Linked DNA regions of Drosophila melanogaster: region 2 is linked to region 1. A link is a contact called in public Hi-C data. All regions are on one chromosome and are shown on one strand. Each heading gives the region's core, a stretch centred on a gene start, on an enhancer-like site or on the middle of the called end of the contact. The rest is flanking DNA. Distances are from core to core; before and after follow the strand shown. Region 1 holds the start of Nrd1 (Nardilysin). Region 2 holds the start of dah (discontinuous actin hexagon).

What was found. Hi-C and Micro-C count contacts between places; a contact is called where the count stands out from the background.
Region 2: a Hi-C map of the Kc167 cell line shows a contact between it and region 1, with 2.8 times the contacts expected there. The contact joins the promoter of dah here to the promoter of Nrd1 in region 1. A contact is called at or near these places in 3 of 107 Hi-C or Micro-C datasets (the Kc167 cell line and embryo).

What each region holds. Positions count from the first base shown.
Region 1 is chrX:11,867,500-11,870,729 of dm6, reverse strand. Nrd1 (Nardilysin) reads left to right here and starts at 1,837. Exons shown (of 4, transcript NM_132529.4): 1 at 1,837-2,183; 2 at 2,241-3,230. The coding sequence starts at 1,993. CG1847 reads right to left here and starts at 1,560. Exons shown (of 3, transcript NM_167311.3): 1 at 1,391-1,560; 2 at 1,072-1,248; 3 at 1-990. The coding sequence starts at 1,483. The coding sequence ends at 232.
Region 2 is chrX:15,326,192-15,329,746 of dm6, reverse strand. It overlaps dah (discontinuous actin hexagon), which reads right to left and starts at 1,405. Exons shown (of 6, transcript NM_078607.3): 1 at 1,075-1,405; 2 at 795-1,011; 3 at 1-737. The coding sequence starts at 1,303. Top1 (Topoisomerase 1) reads right to left here. Exons shown (of 8, transcript NM_001014742.2): 8 at 1,718-3,555.

The DNA of each region.
Region 1 (3,230 bases), core at 588-3,087:
ATGGGCATATAGTGCCCCAAAATGCAGCTCTCACAAAATGAGGTGGTATGGTACCGAGTTGGTTGATTGTGTTATGTTGTCGCAAAATCACCAGCTGAGCCCCTGCATTGCTCGCAGCAGCTTCTTGAGGGTCCAGCAGCAGAGGAATAGGTTCGCCATCGAGCAGAGCAGCACGAGACCATGAGCGAAGCTGACGGCCAGCGAAAGAAAAGAAGGTAGTGACAAGTACTGCTAGCGCTGCAGGTAGCTGCTCCAATAGACAAGCAGCATGAGCAGCACGTTGACGCAACTTATGTTCTAGAAGAGCTTCTGCATGTGAATGCGATCCTGGACGTTACGTGCCTGCTGCTGATCCTCGATGGACTTGAGCTCCTTAGACACGGTCGACTTGAGGCTGGCGTCCAAGGCCAAGGCGTCGAGGAAGTCGCGACGTGCCTGTGCTGGATTCCAGGCACCCGCATGGGCCTTGGCCCGACGAAAAAGTGCCTTGACATTGCGCGGATCCAGGGTGAGCACCTCGTTGCAGTGCTCGATCACAGCGTAGAAGTCGCCGGCGATCAACCGACATTGCGCGTAGTTCAACAACAGCGGTGTCTTGATGGCCGCCAGCTCCTGCCACTCCTCGTCGTGCGGCTTCTCCTTTAGCATCAGCTGCTCCACAATTCCGACAGCCTCGCGGTAGCAGGTCTCCGCCTCTGTGAACCGACTGGCCTTATAGAAGTTGTTGCCCCGTTCGCGCAGCGTACTGGTGGCCAGCATCTTTTCGTCGTCGGACATCTGCCAGCGCTCTTTTTCGTACTGCTCGGGCAGCTCAATGGAGAACAGTTCAATGATGAACTCCAGATCGGAAGGATTTTGCAGCAGCTCATCCAGGTCGGTGTACCCAATGCCCTCGTTCTGCAATGTCATTCCGCAGCAGTGACGTCGCTCCTCCGGTTTCTTGCCAATGTCCCGCAGGGTCTTGGATATAAAAGGATATTGAGCGCAGAGCTGCAGGTGCCAGAGTTCGGAGAATAATTAGATCAGTGGGTATCAGGTTGTCCAGACTCTGTGTATATCATATTCCCTTACCGACTTATGTACCGTGAACTTGGCCACTTCGTTAAGGGACATCTGCTGCACAATCAGCTCCCAGACCTCTAGCTTAAACTTCTTCCCCAGGACCAGCTCCATGGGCTTCTCCATCTTGCGGCTATCATCGATGATGCGACTGTCGCCGGCCCTCCGCGTTTGAAAGTGGAACTTCACCTGGAAAAGGCCAATATCATGAGGAGTGAGTCTCTGTTGGCTGCACCACCCACTGGCCTTGGCCCATTTTCCCACTGTTTTGCTTTTGCTGTCGCAGATGGAACTAAACCTGCCAAACTGCCAAGCGGTTTTAGTAACTCACCCTGGTGCCCGGGGTTAGCTCGATGTAGGCGTTTCCCGGATTGAGGATCTCCTTTCGTATGGGCTTCATATCGGACTTGCTGCGCGACTGCATCTCCGCTGGAATCGGATTTATTTGGAATCAACACAATTTCCTTTCGATACCAGACGTTATTTGTCCAAACCTATCGAAGCCTATCGGTTCTCGATATCTGCACGCGCCAATCGGTGCAAAGCTTTTGGTATTTTTTATTACCTATTGATAGAATTGTTATGTGTGGTTTTTTTTCTTCGTCTAAGACCACACTGAATCACTAATCAATTAGCTATGAAGAACACTGTCATACATCACAAAATGTTTTCCAATTTTCATTTCCCTATATGTAAAAATACCGCCACACAAGCCATTTGACATTTGCGACGTTATCGATAAGGCGACACCCAAGGACCTGGTCCATCACTAAGCCCACGTCTTTCGATTAATAGTTTGTATCGTTAACATATAAAATAGTTGCCTTTGCGTTTGCTATTTGACAGCCTGTGATTTTTTCCCCGTGGATTTTCCATAGCTCCGATCCCAGTTGATACGGATTGCCATAAGTCTCATTCTCATTCGAGTTTTGCATGCTCTGGCAGCGATACAGCGCACATTTGTTTAGACGATTCGAATTTCACGTACGTACAAAACGCCGGAGCCCAATTACTCAATTAGCCGGCGTACGGGCGATCACATACAGCTCGTTGTGCAAAATGACCGACCAGGTCAAGTATCTGGACATACCGGACAAGTCGGAAACGGACAAGAAGCTTTACAAGTAAGTAGCGGACTATTAACCCAGTTGAACTGGATTCAATGGTTGGTCTTCACTTAGGACACTTCTCTTGGGGAATGGATTGCATGCGTTGATTGTCTCCGATCCCAGTCCCATGCCACACGATGGCTTCACCACATCCGAGTCGTCCTCGTCTAAGTCGACCGTGTCGACCAGCAGTTCCATAATCTCACGCAGTGAATCCACCTCATCTACCTCCACCGATAGTGAAAGCAGCGAGGAATCGAGCAGCGAGGAAGGTGACGAAAAGCTGGCCGCCTGCGCCCTATTGATTGACTATGGGTCTTTTGCTGAGCCCACAAAATACCAGGGACTGGCACACTTTCTCGAGCACATGATCTTTATGGGCTCAGAGAAGTACCCAAAGGAGAACATTTTCGATGCACATATTAAGAAATGCGGCGGCTTTGCCAATGCCAACACTGACTGCGAGGACACGCTTTTCTATTTTGAGGTAGCCGAGAAGCATCTGGACTCCAGTTTGGACTATTTTACGGCCCTGATGAAGGCGCCACTGATGAAGCAAGAGGCTATGCAACGCGAGCGCAGCGCTGTGGACTCAGAGTTCCAGCAGATTCTTCAGGATGATGAGACCAGGCGTGATCAACTGCTGGCCAGTTTGGCCACGAAAGGTTTCCCCCACGGCACCTTTGCCTGGGGCAATATGAAGTCGCTAAAAGAGAACGTTGACGACGCGGAGCTGCACAAGATTTTGCACGAGATCCGCAAAGAGCACTATGGCGCCAATCGCATGTACGTTTGCCTGCAGGCTCGTTTGCCCATCGATGAGCTGGAATCACTCGTGGTGCGCCACTTCTCTGGTATTCCGCACAATGAGGTGAAGGCTCCCGATTTGAGCAGCTTCAACTACAAGGACGCCTTTAAGGCCGAGTTCCACGAGCAAGTCTTCTTCGTCAAGCCGGTGGAGAACGAGACCAAACTGGAGCTGACTTGGGTGCTGCCGAATGTGCGTCAGTATTACCGCAGCAAGCCCGACCAGTTCCTCTCGTATCTGCTGGGCTACGAGGG
Region 2 (3,555 bases), core at 156-2,655, 3.5 Mb before region 1:
CCTGGCACTGACTGCGCACACTGCGCGTCTCTGCGGGAATGGGCGTGGCAGCGGATTGACCCAAGGCGGGCCCACTCTCCTGCGCATTACAGAAGCCGCGACGCTCCTCCTCCTGTGTTTTGCGCGGCATCACCAGCCAGCCGCACAGCCTGGCCAGGTGGCGGGTCCAACGCAATGGCGGCTGATCCTCCACGAAGACCTCGCACATCCGATGACCCGGCTCGTGGCGACCACCAGCGAAGCCCACTGCAAAGCAGGGCAGGCACAACGATATATCCCTACACACCTGACACCGGAAACGTATGCCCACAATGTGCTCCTTGCGGCAGCCGGCACAAGAATTACTGTGAATCAAATGCTCGGTGTCCTCGATGCGTTTCACCAGTGCCAGCAGATTGCCATAGATCAGGAATCTCGTCTGGACACCCGCTCCCGTCCAGAGTTTGTGGAACTGCGGCTCGGTCAGTCCACCAACGCCATGCGGACAGCGGGCAAAGCACTGCTCCATAGCCAACGGAAGATTGTGGACGCCATAGGCCTTGGCCTCGCCCAAATAGCTGAGTAACTTGCTCAGCGTGGCTAGGAGCTGTTCGAATGCATATCTGGAGATGATCTGCGACTTGGGATCGGCCAGCAGGCCAAAGATGTCGCCCACCAGGTGATCGCTGCTATATAGCTTGCACAGCAGTATGAAGGTGATCCTGATCTCTAACAGGGATATGGAGTGTCTGCGTTGCCTAGCGAAACCAATCAAATATCAGACATATTCTTAAGATGCCAGAAACTCAACCCACGGATCGTAGACATTCCAGAAGAAGTTGGCCAACAGCCCGGTTGCCCTGTCCAGTTTATAGTTCGCATCCTGGTTGAAATGGCCTAGTTTCTCGCAGGCAAAGTATACATCGTGCAGCAGGGAGGTCAACTGGAATGGAGGAACCATCAGTTCCAGGCCACCACTCAAGTTATGGCGATCCAAAATGGCCAAAACCAGCTTGTAGGGGATTTTTCCAGCTGCAATTTGAAGGTTAATCCTTGGGGACTCCTTCGAATGGACCACCTACGCGACTGACTCACTGTGAAATATCTTTTGCAGCGCCACAAATTTACTGGCGCACCGGTATACCGTGTACTTGTAATTCCCGTAATCCCGCTGCAAGTCATCCATGATGGTGGATAGCTCTTTGTCCACCTGTTGCTTTTGTCCTTGGCCACCTTGGGATCCCTTTTCGCGGGCAATGGACGCCACGGCCTCGGCGCTATTTCGCAGTTTTGTCAGCTGCACGGGCACCGACGATCTCAGCATTTTGTCAGGCGTTTATTGTTATATATTTCCCTTGATTCTCGAATTAATTTCAGTCTCTTTTAAACGCGTCGTTTCTCGCGATCTCTTCCTCTTCCGTTAGCGCAAAAGTCAAATTGTGTGGCGTGAGGTGGCAACGCCGCGCGTGTTATCGATATCACTTCGCCGAACCGTTAGCGCTTTAAATTTGATTCAAAATTATTATTATCATTAATTAAGTCATCCGTTCGTTCTAAGAATATTTGACCATGATATAATAATTGGTAAATAAGTTTGAGCAACGGGAAATGTAAACTGAACAACTTGGGTTCACCATAGTATTTTCCCAATTTCAAAAACAAAACAAAGTTATTTAAAAACCCTTCTTTTGAATGCGAATAATTACCCAAAACGAGGAAATGGAAAGAGTGTCACATAGATTTTAAAATTAAATATATATTTTATGTATATTTGCATCATTCCATTGCAATTACATTCACTTATGCTATTTTGTTTTTCATTTACTTTGCTTTCGATTTAAAATAGTGGGTTTCTTATCATTTCGCTTGTTGTTTTTTGTTTGCTTATATCAATATTATAATATGCCAAGTTTATATGTGAGTGTTGTGGCGGGGCGGGGCGGGGCTGGGCGTTCGAAGAAGGGTTCGTAATTAGTTTATTTAACTTTTTTTTTTGCCTTTTAAAAGCATTCTCCCGCTTCCGTATGCGAATCCACGACAAACGCACACAGATGTTTGCGTTCACATTATATCAATCACTAATTATAATATGTGTTTGGGCGTGTGTGTGTGTGTGTTTATATGTATGTATATAAAGATCGTTCGCTCTTCATTTGCAATGCGCGTTTGCCATTTATGCTAGGGGGGGCGTGAGGCGAGATATAAATTTCCATCGATTTGCTTAGTTAAAAGTACGGCCATAATCGTAGCTGATGGGATTGGGGCACATGGATGTTGGGGATGTTCCTAACTCCACCTGAATCCACTGCTCTCGTCGACTGAAGGATTCAAGTGAAGGCTCGATTTTTACAAGGTTTAAGGTATAGTTTTAGCTCACTTAATTGCACATACTTCTATAGATTCTATATGTATAAAGTTCCTTTCTTTCAGATTAAAGTTCTTTCTTTCGCTGCGACTGGTTTGCTGGCTGTGTTTCTGTTTTGGTTCATCGAGTTATTTGAATTGCTCGTTTGATTTGTATCTGCAATTGGTTTTCAGTGTGATGGCGGCTTGGTTTGCGGTTGAGAACTTGAAACCTGTCTGCTTAGAGTATAGAAAGTTAAGGGTCTGTCTGCAAATCAATTTAGCATTTGTATATTTCGAAATGTTAACTAAAATGATCATAAGGTACGAAATCAAAGCGAAACCACATCGAGATCCATCCAATGTGGCTTTGTTCTTCATTTTCGGGGGCGGTCGGTCGACAAATAGCGCTGCTTCAGAGTTGAATTGAATAAATTATGCTATGCTAAAAGTTGGGCTACAAGGTTTCTCTGTTCAGTTTGCACTTATACAAATTATTATTATTATTATGATAGATAGAATAGTTTACAAAACTAGACTAACTTAGATAGTATAGCATTAGCTACGGGGCTTACAGCTATATTTATTTACAATGTTATTATATCTTAATTTAGTTAATATCTAATTTGGTAACTAATTGCTGGCTTGTTATGTACAAATGCCTGTTTTTGTTTTTGTTTTTTGTTTTCGCTAAACAAAATCAACTATAGGTAAACATAAAAAAAATTGCGTTTTAAATTGTATAATTTTCGTTTGCTTTTGCTATTAAATATATATATATATATATAGATATATATATACATCTATATTTTTATATATATATATATATCTATATATATATATTTATGTAAATGTATGTATTATATTAAAAATAAAAATATATACACAAATATTATTATATACATAAATATAAATATATATATGTATATATGTTTTATATGTAAAATTATGAAGTATAAGGGTATCTTGACAAAAAAGTTCTTTTGTAGAGACATAGAAAATTATGCTCCTGATTTGTTTTTAGGTGGCGGCGACGTCTTGCCCAGGTTTCACATCTCCTCTTGCCTTTAATGAATAAAACTGACATATATTGGATTAGCTTGTGTTTGGGTGTGCACATTTCGCAAGTTAGACTTCGGCGTAGTATGCACTTGATCCCATTAATCCCATTCAAAGCAGACAAAACGGACGCGTACAAGCGGTTCCACGACTACGATGTAGTGCAGCATTCCG